Linked DNA regions of Sus scrofa: all the other regions are linked to region 1. Evidence: chromatin contacts called from public HiChIP or PLAC-seq data. All regions are on one chromosome and are shown on one strand. Each heading gives the region's core, a stretch centred on a gene start, on an enhancer-like site or on the middle of the called end of the contact. The rest is flanking DNA. Distances are from core to core; before and after follow the strand shown. Region 1 has its middle 17 kb from the start of RMDN2. Region 2 has its middle 44 kb from the start of CDC42EP3. Region 3 overlaps LOC102160052 (a long non-coding RNA gene). Region 4 has its middle 83 kb from the start of CDC42EP3.

Evidence for each region. HiChIP or PLAC-seq counts read pairs in DNA pulled down with a chosen protein or histone mark.
Region 2: an H3K27ac HiChIP or PLAC-seq map of alveolar macrophages shows a contact between it and region 1. The contact joins two enhancer-like sites. A contact is called at or near these places in 1 of 47 Hi-C or Micro-C datasets (embryonic fibroblasts) and 1 of 2 datasets of contacts at active chromatin or transcription factors (alveolar macrophages).
Region 3: a contact with region 1 is called in an H3K27ac HiChIP or PLAC-seq map of alveolar macrophages. The contact joins two enhancer-like sites. A contact is called at or near these places in 1 of 47 Hi-C or Micro-C datasets (embryonic fibroblasts) and 1 of 2 datasets of contacts at active chromatin or transcription factors (alveolar macrophages).
Region 4: a contact with region 1 is called in an H3K27ac HiChIP or PLAC-seq map of alveolar macrophages. The contact joins two enhancer-like sites. A contact is called at or near these places in 1 of 47 Hi-C or Micro-C datasets (embryonic fibroblasts) and 1 of 2 datasets of contacts at active chromatin or transcription factors (alveolar macrophages).

What each region holds. Positions count from the first base shown.
Region 1 is chr3:102,322,479-102,326,213 of Sscrofa11.1, reverse strand. No RefSeq gene overlaps it. Among named protein-coding and RNA genes, the nearest start is that of RMDN2, 17 kb to the right of the region's middle. Within about 2 kb of position 1,878, at least 3 of the 83 cell types and tissues checked have an H3K27ac peak or open chromatin away from gene starts, as enhancers often do. A contact at or near this core is called in alveolar macrophages, where this site is marked.
Region 2 is chr3:102,492,990-102,496,724 of Sscrofa11.1, reverse strand. No RefSeq gene overlaps it. Among named protein-coding and RNA genes, the nearest start is that of CDC42EP3, 44 kb to the left of the region's middle. Within about 2 kb of position 1,949, at least 11 of the 83 cell types and tissues checked have an H3K27ac peak or open chromatin away from gene starts, as enhancers often do. A contact at or near this core is called in alveolar macrophages, where this site is marked.
Region 3 is chr3:102,162,782-102,166,516 of Sscrofa11.1, reverse strand. All of the region lies in intron 1 of LOC102160052 (a long non-coding RNA gene), which reads left to right. Among named protein-coding and RNA genes, the nearest start is that of RMDN2, 140 kb to the left of the region's middle. Within about 2 kb of position 1,971, at least 3 of the 83 cell types and tissues checked have an H3K27ac peak or open chromatin away from gene starts, as enhancers often do. A contact at or near this core is called in alveolar macrophages, where this site is marked.
Region 4 is chr3:102,454,237-102,457,971 of Sscrofa11.1, reverse strand. No RefSeq gene overlaps it. Among named protein-coding and RNA genes, the nearest start is that of CDC42EP3, 83 kb to the left of the region's middle. Within about 2 kb of position 2,126, at least 16 of the 83 cell types and tissues checked have an H3K27ac peak or open chromatin away from gene starts, as enhancers often do. A contact at or near this core is called in alveolar macrophages, where this site is marked.

The DNA.
Region 1 (3,735 bases), core at 629-3,128:
ACACCAAGGCAAAGGCTTCCTATAGATGCCTCCATGAGTTTCCCTCCACAGCCCTACCTCAGCCTTGGACACCTGGCTTCTCAGATTCCATAGCATTCTTCAACCTGTCGTCTAATACCAGGGCCTCAAGAGGATGAGTTAGATAATGCTGCAGTGCCCCAGAGTGATTATAACCTTTCCTTTACAATGACTACTTTGCTATTGTTCCATAACCTCAGCAACACTTGATTAGTAGGTTCTTAAATTTTAACCAAACTGTAAGCTATGTGCTGATATAAACTTGTGGCTTTAATTTACATTTCCCTTATAATTAATGAGATTAGACATCTTTTAATATTTGTAGTAGCCTTCTGGATTTGCTTGTTTGAAAAGTGCATGTGACTTTCCCCCATTTCTCTACCAGGTTGTCTGCCTTTTTCTTATTGATTCATGGTTCTTTATATACTCTGGATTCATCATGTATCAGTTACATGTACTGCAAAAATCTTATCCTAGTGTGTGACTTGTCTTTTCACTATCTTTAAAAACTTCCTAATTTTGATATGATCAAATTTACTCTTTTTTTTTTTTTTTTTTTTTTAGGGCTGCACCCTTGTCATATGGAAGTTCCCGGGCTAGGAGTTGAATTGGAGCTACAGCTGCTGACCTACACCACAGCCACAGCAATGCAGAATCTTAGCCACGTCTGCAACCTACACCATAGTTCACGCCAATGCTGAATCCTTAACCCACTGAGCAAGGCCAGGGATCAAACCTTCATCCCCATGGATAGTCAGGTTCTTAACCCACTGAGTCACAATGGAAACTCTCTTATTAGTCTTTTTTTTTAATGGTAAGTGCTTATCCTGCATACACTAACCGCCAGCAATTCTACTTCTAGATATGTGCCCTAGAAAAACTTATGCAAATTCTCCAGGTATTAAACTATTCATAGCAGTATTGTCCCTAATAGGAAAAAAAGAAAACAAAATCAAGCCCGGATGCTCCCTAAATGTCCATCAAGAAAGGAGATAAATCCACGTAGGCATGTCCATACAAGGTAATGAACTACAAATACATGTATTTACATGGATTTATTTCACGGACATAATTCTTAACTGATAAAGTATTAAAATTCAAAATCAGCCCAAGTTTTAAAATATGTTACTTAGGAATAAAAGCAGAGGTGTTAAGCATAAAAGCACAGGAAGAGGGATATTCTCACAAACCTCAGGATTATGGTTAGCTCTGGGGAGAAGGGGGGAATGTGAGATGAGAGGGCCACTCAAGGGGCTTCTAAAGTGCCAGGGACTCTGAAGCTCTCTTGTGGCCCAACAGTTTTAAGGAGCCAGCATTGTCACCGCTGTGGCTCATTGTCACTGCTGTGGCGGCATGGGTTTGGTCACTAGAGGAGAAACTTCCACATGCAGCAGGCACGGCCAAAAATAAATAAACAAATAAAGCACTGGGGCTTCTAAAGTTCTTACTATCCCAGGAAATGTTTGCATGGCTATTTTCTTTATTATTTTCTTTGCAATGAACCTATGCTTTATATACACACTGTTATATGATCTATTTTTCCAATAAAATATTTTAACATATTATTCTCCTAGCAATCATATTTGTCATCCTGGTTTAAGGATGCTAAATAGAAGATCCTGAATATTTTAGGGGAGCAGCTCCCGGAAGCCCGCTTTGGATCCGTTACATCATAATCACATGGGCCGTGTATTAAAACTACAGACTGCCAGCCCTCCCTTCCCCTAACCCCCTTCCCAGGCTACAGAATCAGAAACTGAAGAAACGTGTCATTTTGCCCAGTTCTACCTAGGTAGAACTCGGTCCTCGGCAATAATACAAGGGTGTCTGTGGCTCTCTACTGCCCTCTCGTGGCCAATTTTTCCACCCACCCTAAACCAGCCAAGATGAGGAAAGGAGCAGATCCTGTCCTGGGGTCCGCCCAGGGTTGGTGATGGCGCTGAGGACTTTGAATAGTTGGGCTGGATAATGAAGCATAGCACCTAGAACCCACTAGCTTGTCTAGTATTTCAGTTAAAATCCTATGTGCTATCGCCTGGCTTACTTTCCTGAAACTTATCTGCGCTCCTCCTGACAGAGAGGACCTCAGGGACCACAGACCCCCTCCCATCTGCCTCAGACCCTCTTGCCCACAGAGGTGCTCTGATTCTGGAACCCACCTTCCCGTCTGGATCTACCATCCACACACACTGGCCCTGTGCTACCTGGTCTCCTTTTCTGACTGGACACCTGTGGTCTAATTAGACCCCGGGTCCTGGACTCACCTGCAGGATCCTCTCCTCCCTGTGACTTTGGCATGACCTGGCCTATGAAGAAGGTTAAGCCCCAAAGCCAAAGAGAATTGCAGTCCAGAGGCAGATGAATGCTCTGAGGCTGCTGTTTCTCCCACCTTAAACTTCCTTCCTCCTCCTTTTTTGTCTTCCCTTCTCAAATGGTCAGAGTTTCTGCTCCCTGACATTGAGCTTGGAATAGACAGGTTTGCTCAGAAAAACTGTGGAATTGGTATAACTCAAAGGCAGAATCTGGACCAGAACACAGGGGTAGATTTTAATGGTGTAAAGTCCCCACTCATTTTGCTCCACCTCAGTCCCCAGCTCATACCCTGTAAGAATCCTGAATGTAGACCCTATTACTGTACATGACCACTGGCCTCTCTTGAATGACCAAGTCCCTGCTCACTCCTCAGGCCACCCAGTGGAAAGCAGTGAGGTATGATGATTTAAAATGTGAATTTAGAATAAGAATTGTATTTGGAATCTCTGTTTGTTTATATGCTGGTCTTGGAACATTATTTTAATGTCTCTAAACCTCAACTTCCTCATCTGTAAAATGGGGTTAACAACCATTTTGTCGTGATTATGAAATGAGACAGAAAATGAAATCATTCACTCTGTATCACAGTCATACAAAAGTACTTAATAAATATTATTTGCTATTATTTATTATTAAGTCTAGATTTTTTAGTGCTCAAAGGGCTATGTCCCTGGGGTGGAGTTAGTTGGACCCCTGAGCAGCATATGTTGCCCAAAGGCTCCTTTCTAAGCAGCCAGCTCCCCAAGAACTCTCTAGAGAATGCTCCAGCTTGACTCCTTTCTGACTGTCTCCTCTAAACTCCATCATGGCTCTAGCCCAGCAGCTGGAATCTTCTAGCAGGGGTCACACCTGTTAGATCAGCCAGGAGCTCTGCTTGATCTGCTCTCCAGCTGCCCCTCTCCTCCTCCTCCTAGCCCTTCCTCTTACTGATACTTTCATGAGAAATTGTTTTACCCACATCCATGTACTGTCAGTCAGAGTCTGGGAGTCGAGTCTTCTTGGTTCGACTACCACTGTTTTCTTTTTTGTTGTTGTTTTTGGCCTCACCCACAGCATGTGGAAGTTCCCAGGTTAGGGACTGAACCCACACCACAGCAGTAATCACAGCCACAGCAGTGATGACAATGTCAGATCCTTAACCCCCCGAGCCACCAGGAAACTCCAACCACTATTTTCTAATAAGGTTACAAGCTTCAAATGTAACGGTTGACTCCCTCAAAGAAATTCTTCGGTGTGCCCAGGAAAACAAAACAAAAAAACAATAGCCTTATGCTGTGCTTGATATGCTCTGCTGTGAAGCCCTCGATGCATGTGTTCTGCACACCCCTCCCCACCCCAGACCCCTACCCCCACCATCGATCCTGCTTTGCTTACTCAACTCAGTGCTACCCTCCCTAGTAAGTC
Region 2 (3,735 bases), core at 700-3,199, 170 kb before region 1:
CCTGTGTGGGGACTATTCAGTCAATCCATGAGAGAAAGCTATAGGACAGATGACATACACTAAAAGGGAAACTGGTCCTTTGTGCCTCCTAACTCAGAGAAATGTTTCACGGGGCATGCGAGAAAGGCAGCAAAATTCCTCACCAATTTGATTGAGCAATGCCCTGAATTTTGAGCAAAGCCCAAATCTCAGCTGAGAAGTTATTTATAAGCTATTACAACTATTTACAAATAGTAATAAAGGCCCTGATGCAAATATATCAGACTGGTGCAAGAAAATAAATTTGTGGGAGATTCAGTAGAGGGAGAGTGGGCCTCGGACATCCCTAGAAGAGGGCAGAGCATGAAGATAGTCCTTTGCAGCTCACCAATTCTTAGTGATGGGAAATTAGAGGTACTTACCAGGAACCCGCTGATGACTTATAGTTTGCTCTAAAAAAAATCATGCCTGGTTTTAACTAAATAATGTATGGTTCTTATTCCATACTGGAGGCTGACACATCTTCTACTATCCCTTTCCATGGCTTTCATAAATTCCCAGCTTCAAGGTCCTTTTGTATTGTGACTTACACAGGTGTTTGGGCTTAGGGTACTCTGGCATGACTCTTGCCAGCAATAATGTTTTGCCTGGAGGTGGAAAACCACATGAACAGTAGAGCCCTTACTGAAGCTGCTTTAGCAAGGCTTTGCTCTGTCTGGGTGTGGTGTTCATTAGGCTTTGACACCCCCTCCTGCCCAAACGTTCCCTCATTTCCTGTTACAAAGCAGAAGAACGGCCCCTGTGATAGATACTTTAATAATAGTGCTGCCTCCAACAGAGAAAATCACCACTCACTCTAGGACCACAGCTGCCACAGGGTCCTCTAACAGAGGTGTGTGTTAGCTGGAAGCTGTGGGCAGAGAGACCCCCAAAGCTTGAAGAGCCCACTGCAAAGGGAGTTCACAGACTACACACAAACTCCAAGCTGCAGGGTGGCAGGGGAGCTGAATGGGAGCCAAATCTTGCCTTTGATTGTATCTTTCAAACCAACAACCAAAGTCTTCCCTCAGGGACAAATACCAAAACCTGGAAAAGCCAGTCCTCCTTGGATACTGGTGATCTCTTGTAACAAGATAATTGTAGGGCAAATGGCATGAGTAAGGGCCGATCTCCACATCAGAGGCTGCAAGTCAGAGAGAGAGCTGTGTTTCCCCAGGAATTAGTGATAATTTCTTTCCTGGTCTGTTTGGTTTCTCTTTCTCATTAGCTTTTCTACCTCTCTTTTTTTGCTCTTTTTGTCCATGGATGATGATTAGTTTGGAGAGAGAGGAAAGTGTGGGAACCATCTGTCATTCTTCCCACTTTCTCTCACTCTTTCATGCTCGAACATCCGTATCTCATACTTGACAGTGTAACCAGCCCTTGAACGTGCTGAGGTCCTTCCCAGTATGCAGTCCACCATCGCAGTGCCCCCCTAGAAATGTTAATGGAAAACTTGGCGTGGTGTTGGATAATGCTTTCCATCAGTGTTTGACTACAGGCTCAGCTGATTGGGGTAATCTTATAGGCTACACTAGGAAAGACTGCAGTGCCTCGTAGTAGTAGTAGAAATAGTAATTGGCATAATTAAAAAATTAAACCGTTTTACAATCCTTTGCAGAAATCAAGTAGTAGTATTTGGGCACTACTAGCCAATGTATAATTCTAAGGCACCTGTGGTGAATGAAGAGACAGTTTTCATTAGGAGAGAACACTTCTTGCCCGTACCTGTGTTTCCATGTTGGGGAGTCTATGTTAGAGAAATAATCTGGTCCCTCCTCCCATTTGGGGCACAGAAGAATCAAGGCATATATGATACTGCTGTTTCTGAAACTTACTTCAGAGTTTCCTTCCTGCAGAAAGTCTGTGCTTGCTTTCTGGGCCATAGACTAAGCAGGGTGGGGCAGGCTATAGCCCTGGTGTGGAACTGGTAGTTGTGTAGGGCTGCCTGTGACCCAGTAACTGTGACATAGCAGGTAGGTCTGCATAATTCAGGGGAAGTGACTCATTTATCACACTCATGTTCTGTGCCAAAACTTCATCCTCCCAACAGCATCACTGGGGAAGCTGCTGTTTGAGTTATTTCTTATCTGACTCCTGTATCTATGTCTTAGTTGGTTCTAAATTGAGGAAAGGGATAAAATGATGATATTTACTGACTCATACTTTAAATACCAAAGTTCCTTTAGGCCTAAGTCCAGTAAGGTTATCAGAATAATGATTAGACTGGGCTTGAGCCATCTTCTTGACAAAAATCGCCTGTGGAAGGAATTCTTCCCCCTCTGCCCCTACCACTTCCCAGTGATCAGCATTTCCTCAAGATGGCACAAATGGCCCACTGCTATAAGGAGGGCAGCTGGGCCAACAAACATGTCTGCATCTGTGACCTTGGGTTACTAGCTTAACTGGACTGTTTGCAATTAATGGGTTCCTTGCTTGTTAAGCTCTAGATTTGTTTTGTTGTTGTTTGCATAGAAGAGAGACATAAGTCCTGGCATTGGTTGTTGAGTACTCTACTAATAAATCATGATATGTCTCATAATTCATTTACAGCAGGTAAGAAACTGAAACTGTGGCTTTTTAAAATAAACATTTTAATTTAACACATGTTTATTGAGTGCTGTGTCAGGAAATTTTCTAGGGCCAGGGCTACAGTGATGAACAAAACCAGGTATAAACTCTGACCTCATGGAACTTTTTTTTTTTTATTATAGTTGATTTGCAATGTTCTGTCAATTTCTGCTGAACAGCAAAATGACCCAGTTATATATATATATATATTCTTTTTCTCACATTATCCTCCATCATGTTCCATCGTAAGTGATTGGATATAGTTCTCTGTGCTATACAGCAGCATCTTATTGCTTATCCATTCCAAATGCAACAGTTTGCATCTACTAACCCCAAACTCCAAGGCCATCCCACTCCCTCCCTCCCTAACCCCTCCACCACCCTTGGCAACCACAAATCTCTCCATTTTCATGAGCTGTTTGTTTCTTCTTTGTATATAGGTTCATTTGTACCATATATTAGATTCCAGAAATAAGTGATATATGGTATTTGTCTTTCTCTTTCTGACTTACTTTACTTAGTATGAAAATCTCTGGTTCCATCCATATTGCTGCAAATGGCATTATTTTGTTCTTTTTTATGGCTGAGTAGTATTCCATTGTATATATGTATCACATCTTCTTAATCAATTCATTTGTTGTTAGACATTTAGGTTGTTTCCATGTCTTGGCTACATGAACAATACTGCAGTGAACGTAGAGGTGCATGTTATTTTTTTCAGTGAAAGTTTTGTCTGGATAGAGCCCAGGTGTGAGATTGCTGGTAGTTCTATATTTAGTTTTCTGAGGTACCTCCATACTGTATTCTGTGGTGGTTGTATCAATCTACATTCCCACCAACAGTGTAGAAAGGATTCCTTTTCTCCACACCCTCTTCAGCATTTGTTATTTGTAGATTTATTAATTGTAGCCTTTCTGACTGGTATGAAACAGTACCTCATTTTCATTTGATTTGCATTTCTCTAATAATTAGTGATATTGAGCTTTTTTTCATGTGCCCGTTGGCCATCCATATGTCTTCTTTGGAGAAATGTCTATTTAGGTCCTCTGCCCGTTTTTCTGTTGGTTTTTTTGGTTTGTTTGTTTTTTACTGTTGAGTTGTAAAAGATTTTTGTATATTTTGGAGATTAAGCCCTTGTCAGTTGCA
Region 3 (3,735 bases), core at 722-3,221, 160 kb after region 1:
GGTTTAAATTTGGGGCTTATCCTTTTACCCAAATAGTATTTTGCTGGGGATTATTTTAAGAAAATAATAAATGAAAAATAGGAAAAAAGAGTTAGAGACAAAAATGTGTGTGTGAAAAAAACAGAAATGATCAGAGAGCCCAATAATAGCCAACTAGTTAGATCAATTTTGGTGCATAAATACAATGGAATATCAAGCAGCTCTTAACAATTATATGGTAGAAGAAAAAGCAATGGCTTGCAGATATGTTCACAATATATTGTTACATTAAAGAGCAGGCTCTAAAACTGTTGTAAAAGAAAACCAGATCTGGAAAAATGAAGAGATACGTACACCAACATTTTATCAGTGCTTATCTTTGCATAGTGGAAAAAGGATGGTTTTCATTACCTATTTTGTGCTTATCTCTATTTGCCAAATTCTTTGGTGAGTCTATATAACAAAGGATTTCTTTGGTGAGAACATTATAGTCAGCAAAAATGTCTGTTGTTAAAATATTTTCATTGAATTAAGTACTTTTTTTTTTTCACCAGAGCCCTGGTCTTCAGATATAGATGCCAGGAATCAGAGGGTTCCACAAGGAAAGGAGAGTCAGGGAGTAATGGCAACAGCCATCACAGTGGCCCTTGCAACAGCCTTCTCAGACGTGTCCTCGATGTGGATAAATCTTAGGACAAGAAGCATCGCTGGGGAGGATTCTAAAATGTGCCCCTCAGTTGCTTCACAGACTGGTCACTGTGTCCATGGCCAATGAGCAAATCATGGGTTTGGGGGATCATGAGGGAGAATGAAATGCTATAGATTCTTCTTAAAACAACACTGCTGATAATAGCTATTTCTGAAGTTTCAAGTTCCTGGCACATATTCAGTGCCTAATAAATATTGGGTAAGTGAAGAGATGTAGGGCCAAGAAGAATTATTGGAAACTGTTAAACACTGAAGTGACCAACTTATGAATACTCAGCACAATGCCTTCTACAGATTATTTTACCCTGGAGGACAGAATGACTCTCACACACTCTGCTTTTTCTGGACACATTCCTGGGTCTCCTGACCACCCAGGTCTTGTGGCGCTCTCCCACACTTATCCCGGTTGTCACGGAGGAGATGCACTTTCTCTTCTGTTGACCTTCCAGCCTCTGGTGAGTCCTGCACATACGGAAAGTACCCAGGAAACAGCAACAGCATGACCAAAAAATTCATATTTTCAGTCTCAAGGCCAAACCCCAAAGGGAAAAAAAAAAAAAAGCCCCAAAGCTGGATGGATTTTAAGGACCAAAGTTATTCAGGTCAGAAGCTAAAAATGAGATGGCCCACTCCTCATTCTTCAACTAGGTGGAGGCTGGAGGCTGCCAGGTCCAGAGGAAGTATCATTACAGAAGGGCCTGTCCAAGGGTACCCCACTGTCCACTCTGCTTTGAAGACAAACACCCCCCCATAATTAGAAACAGCTTTATTCACATGCCAGATGTCTGTGCTTCTCTCCCAATTATTTTCAGAAACATCATAAAGAACCATTAGTGACAACGTAAAAATTTTTTTTAAATCTGTCCAACCTTATGAGTTCAATCTGATATGAAGATTGCAATTTGCTTATTCCTAAGCATAAGGATGTCTTTGACTTGAACTTTTATGCCAGAAATACTGCCACATATTTGGTTTAATCACAAAGCCCAGGCAGCCTTACAAAATTTTTAACCAAATGTCTTCATATAACACATACATGAGCACACACAACACACACACACACACACACACACACACTACATTAGCATGCCCTGAGCAGTTCCTAAGAATAATACGAACAATCAAAAGTTATGGGAAGCATAGGGTCCATATCATGAAGTAATAGTTCTTCTGAGCTCTGTGCTGGTCAGACCACTTGGGAATATTGTGTTAAGTTCTGGAAAGGGCTATTGACCTAAGAGAGAAACTCCAGGGAGTGGGAGTGGCACAACCAGCAGAGTCTTTAGACTTCTTGACCACAGAGTCTGTATCATTTCCTCTTATACCCACTGTCCCTGGCACAATGTCTTATATGTAGAACATGCTCAAAAGTACTTGTTGAATCAATGAGTAAATGAATCCATATTTCATGCTTAATTTTTGAAGGCAGTACATATGCTTAGCCTGGAAAATTCAAGCCATAAAGATGTGACACAGTTCCTTTCAAATCCTTGAAGGGTCATCCTAGAGAAGAGGGCAGAGATTTTCTCTCTCTCTTGCTCTTTGGATCAGAAAGAGGGCTATAGGAAAGCAGATTTGACTCAGTATCATTGTTGATTTGTGTATCTGCCTTGAAGAACTGTGGGATGCTTGGCTGCATTCCTGGTACTCTATTTTAATTTGAACATTGTAGGGATCTAGAAAGAGAAATTTGAGCTTGGCAGCCAACTTAATGATTCAGTCATGAAATCTTTATTGTTCATGGTGCCAGATGATGATGAAGGAAGGTGGGTAGGTTTAAGACAAGACTTTATCTCTTTTGAAGCTTATGGTCTATGCAGGGATGCAGGCAAGTAGGCAGGCCATCACAGTACCCCTAAGGTGAGAAAGGCTACTGTAGGGAAAGTTCAGGCACCCACAGCATTGGGTGCTCAGGGACCCCAGGAGGCTTAGATCAAGTGATAGTGAAGGGGTTGGGGGGATTCAATATGCATAAAGGTCTAAGGCATGAGAAAAAGACACTTGGGAGAGTCCTCTGCCACCTGAGCCCTACTTCTCTCAACCAGCCACACTTCCCACTTGTCCATCTACTCACTCTTGGCCTGGGAAATTTCTTCCTCCTATTTTGGCCTTGGTGGCTGAGTTTGGCTTTTCAGTTTCTGACTTTCCTTGCTCAGGCTCATTCTGAGGCTCGGTGCCTACCTCATTCCTCCTCCTGGCCCATCTTTAGTGGACATGGGGCTCTCCAAATAGAAGGTGAACTTAGGCTCGCTGCTCATCTCAGCCAACAGAGGCACTAACGAGGGCCAGACACAGTGTGCCTGCCTCTGAGAGCCAACAGCCCAGCCTCTGAGATGCTACACTCCACCTGTCCATAATGACACTCGAAGAGCAGCAGGATGATGAAAATATTTTGGAATTGGATAGTGGTGAAGGTTACACAGCCTTGTGAATGTACCAAAACCCAGTGACTTTTGCATACACCTTAAAATGGTACCCTTTATGATATGTGACTTGTAGCTCAATTTTTTTTAAGCAACAAGAGATGACTTCTGGGGTTGAGCTTAAGTATCTCTGGTTAAATTCCTGCTTTCCTTGTATTCACTGGAAGGGGAAGGATTTGTCTTTAGACAGAATATCTTTGCCATCTTAGCAATTCCTAACAATCGACGGCCCTGTTAAGGCATGAAAAGACGTGATTAGTGCTGACTCCATACACAGGCTATTAATTAATACCTAAATAATTATATGTTGCCAGTTTTTTGATTTATAATTTTAAGCATACTTTCATATTTATCTTCATAGGCAGCACTGAATAGGGAAAGAACATCTGGGAAGACCTAAAGCTTGAGCCTGATTTTGCCACTAACCAAAACCTCTGTGACCTCAGGGGTGAGGGGGGCAGGCAGGTCATAGAACCTCTGAGTCTTTGTTTTCTCAACTCTAATATGGAGGGTTAGATGCAATAGGCCCATGTGTCTCTATGATTCTGTGCATTTCTAACTTTCACAATCTTCAGAACAAACCTTAAAAATAAGTAGGGACAGGTGACTGTCCATATTTTACCTA
Region 4 (3,735 bases), core at 877-3,376, 130 kb before region 1:
TATTGCTACACACACACACACACACACACACACACACACACACACAGACTCAATCTAGAAAACGTTGTATTTAAAGTATTCATCAATAAAACAAAATAAAGCAACCAATTAAAAAGAAAACAGTAGGAGTTCCCATCGTGGCACCGCCGAAACAAATCTGACTTGGAACCATGAGGTTGTGGGTTTGATCCCTGGCCTCACTCAGTGGGTTAAGGATCTGGCATTACTGTAGCTGAGGTGTGGGCTGGCAGCTACTGCTCTGATTGGACCCCTAGCCTTGGAACCTCCATATGCCATGGGTGTGGCCCTAAAAAAGATGAAAAAGAAAAAGAAAATAGTAAAGTTCCCCCAAATAACTTTGTAAGATGAAGATGTTTTTGTAGCTTTAAGAAATTATTACTTCTAGAATGTTGTCCAAAACAGTCCATTGGAATTGACCAAAGTCCAAAAATGATTGGTTCATTCATATGAATCAAACCTCATTAGAGAGGCAGAATTCATTGTGGTTTGTAAGACATCTCTAGAATCCTGCCACATTTCCCAAACATCATATCCTTTCTTCCTCTTATCTGCCATTCCACTTGCTGCTTCCAGAACCCTGGGGAATGGAGGCGGTAGGTGATCCTGCAGGGTTGGTGGGCAAGGCAGACATGCTGGATTACCCTCAAAAATGCAGCATTTTAGGGAAACTCAGACCAGCAAGTAGAGACAGAAGTGATCCAGGCATTGTGTGTGTCTGGTTAACTCAGCTCCTAAGCATAGGCTTGCTGCTGATGAGGTCAGAGAGTCCTTAAATCATTCAGTTTCTCAGCTTTAAGCTAAGCTACTGCAGCACAGGACAAGGAAGATGATCATTTTTACTTTGGCTTAACAGTTGATTGTTTTTCACAATTGTCTTAGTAGTGCATTTGTATTCTCACAGTATTTTGTAAGGAGTTCCATTTATTTACATTGAAATAGTTAAATGTACAGAGAAATGGTCAAGGGCAAAGGACTTCAATATGCATGTAAAATTCCTATAATCTGTGCTCCTTAAATGTGTAGCAGAAGAGATGGCTCCACAGCTCTCTTGCCTCTCCTTATTGTGCCCTTGATGTTATGTTCTCACCTCACTGCCAAGAAGAATGTCTTCCTTACCTCTGACTAGCCTTTTCCTCTTGTCTGTCATCAGAGGAGATGGAGAACAGCTGCTCTATTTTATGGCCTTGCAGTTAATTTAATTTATATCTGCTGTAAACATGATTTCTTAAAACTTAATAGAATATTTCAGTTTGGCATGTAGGAAGAGCCTTCTGCCTTGCCCCAGTCATTCCCAGTAGATGTGCTTTATTGCTTTAATTTATGTTTTTGTCTCTGTTGTTGTTAGGTTTTCTCCCCCCCAATATTGTGATTTTATTTTTATGACCACATTCTTCCTAGGAATTTTCTGGGCATGTGACATTCCAAAATTTTATTAATTTCATGACCCAGCCCACTGACAGATAGATGATCTCAAAAAGATAAGGGAATGAATGTTTAAAGAGAGCTGCAAAGTCTTAGAGTTAGTAAAGACTCAGGTGTTGTTATGGCAGCTCCTCAGAGATGATATGGGTGGAATTCTTGGACAAAGGGTCTGAAGGTCTTTTTGTGTGTCTAGCATCACTGCTTATATTTTCCATAAGTGAGAAATATCTAAGAGGGAAAACTGGGAATGAAATGAAGTCTCTCTTTCTCTTGTTGACTTAAAAAAAATGTGTAATGTAAAAGCTGTGAGCTGAATTTATTTAGTGTCTTACAAGACTGTAGCCTGGGAGACAGCCTCTGGGATAGCTGAGAAACTGTTCCAAGGAGTAATGGGGGAGGTCGGTATGTATGTGATTTTGGTGAAGGGGTTACATGTAACCAAGCACACATCTCAGTAATAGGTTGCTGCCAGTCATAGGGAACAAATATCTTAGTTAATGGTTTTAGTGCTTTTATCAAGTATAGAAAGATTCAAAAATCTAAAAATTCAAAAAATTTCTCCTGAAAATATCTAACTATCTGAAGGCTAGTTCTGCCAGATTTTTCAGAGCACAGAACGTCTCATTCCTAATCTCTGTCCTGAACTCCTTTTGGGGTGTGTTAAAGGTCAACCTTGCAGAGGCTAATGACTCAATTCTTGTAGAGCTGGATGACGATCAACCTTCTTTAGTCAGCATCCTTTCCACCCTAGCCAAATGATGGAAAAGTCTTTTGCAAGGATGGTCTGATGCCTTCTGCCCACTAGTCTCTGACCTGTGGCCCAGAGGGCAGGCATAAAGAATTTAGAAATAGGCATATGATTCCTCCAGAGGAAATTGTGTAAGGTTTAAGCCGTGTGGACTTATGGCCTCACATGCCAATGAGAGAATGCAACAGCAGATCTCTTTGGAGTGAAGGAGCCACCTCTGCTTGCCTGCCATTTCTCACCCTTTCAACTGATGCAAATCAGGTTACTGCCTTGCATACATAGCAAGGTTTTCATTCCAGCCCATCACCTAGTTTTCTGTGGGTTTAGCAACATTCCTTACTGATCCAAGTAACTCCAGAGCTGATGGGGATTATTTTCAGGAGTTTTACAAATATGGGTGGACATGTCAAATGTTGTAGCAGGTGCTTTATTTCCATTATTAACCCAGCTTCCTTTCTTCCTGGAAGTGGCGTCAATTATATTTTCTCTCACAGAATAAGCACTTAAGAGCAGGTAAGAAGGATCTTCCTGAGGGATTTCTCTTGCCCACTATCAAGTTCCTTGGAAAACCTGAGTTCTGAAAGCCTGTTACTTCGCAAAGGAACTCTCCAAAAATTGGCCTGAATTCAGTGCCCGATTTTCGCTATGCATTGTTGCTAACTACCCTGGTGTGCTGAACTCCACTGCCAGATTCTAATCCTGACTCCACCACTTCTACCTGTGTGGCTTTGGGCAAGTTACTTAACCTCTCTAGGCTTCAGAGTAACAAGACCTACCTAAATGCACATATATCTTTTAGAACAACACCTTGCAGATGGTTAGTGTTTAGACTAACATTAGTCACAGTGGTAATGATGGGGATGACATGCTGGGTGCTTTACTAGGTGCTTTAGATATAGTCTAACCTTGGCAAGTTAGACTCCTTTTACAGATGAGAGAGTAAGGCTCAAGGAGAATAAGTCATCAACTCAAATGCATAAAGTTAGTAGATGACGGCACAGGGATTTAAACCCAGTTCTTTCTAACCTAACTCTGAAATTCTTTTCTTTATTATGCTACCATGTTACTGGATCAGATCAGTGTATGTATTAGGAAAGTTCTGTACAGTGTTGACTAAAAAAAAAAAAGCGCAACCTGAAAGTTGAGAATTATGTTTTATTTTGTGGACAAACCAAGGACTTAGGCCTAGGAGAAAGCCTTTTAGGTAGTTCTAAGGGACTGTTTCAAAAAGGTAAGGGAGGTGTCAGGACATGTAGGAGTTTTTGCTCAAAACCAGGTAGCTGAATATCAAAATATGTTAAAGTGTTAAAGAGAAAAACCAGACATCTCAAGTTGATGAATTTAGTACTGTTCTATGTATGGAAAAATGCAAGAGTCTGGGCTCATTAAAAATCACACCTTTGGTATGTATCTTGTTCTTTTCCATCCTGAATCCCCTCAGGGTATACAGCTGGGGAAGCTGAAATGGCTGATGGCCTGATGGCTGCAACATCCTTTGTCTACTGATAAGGTACATGATATTCTTTGTCCACAACAAATTATAA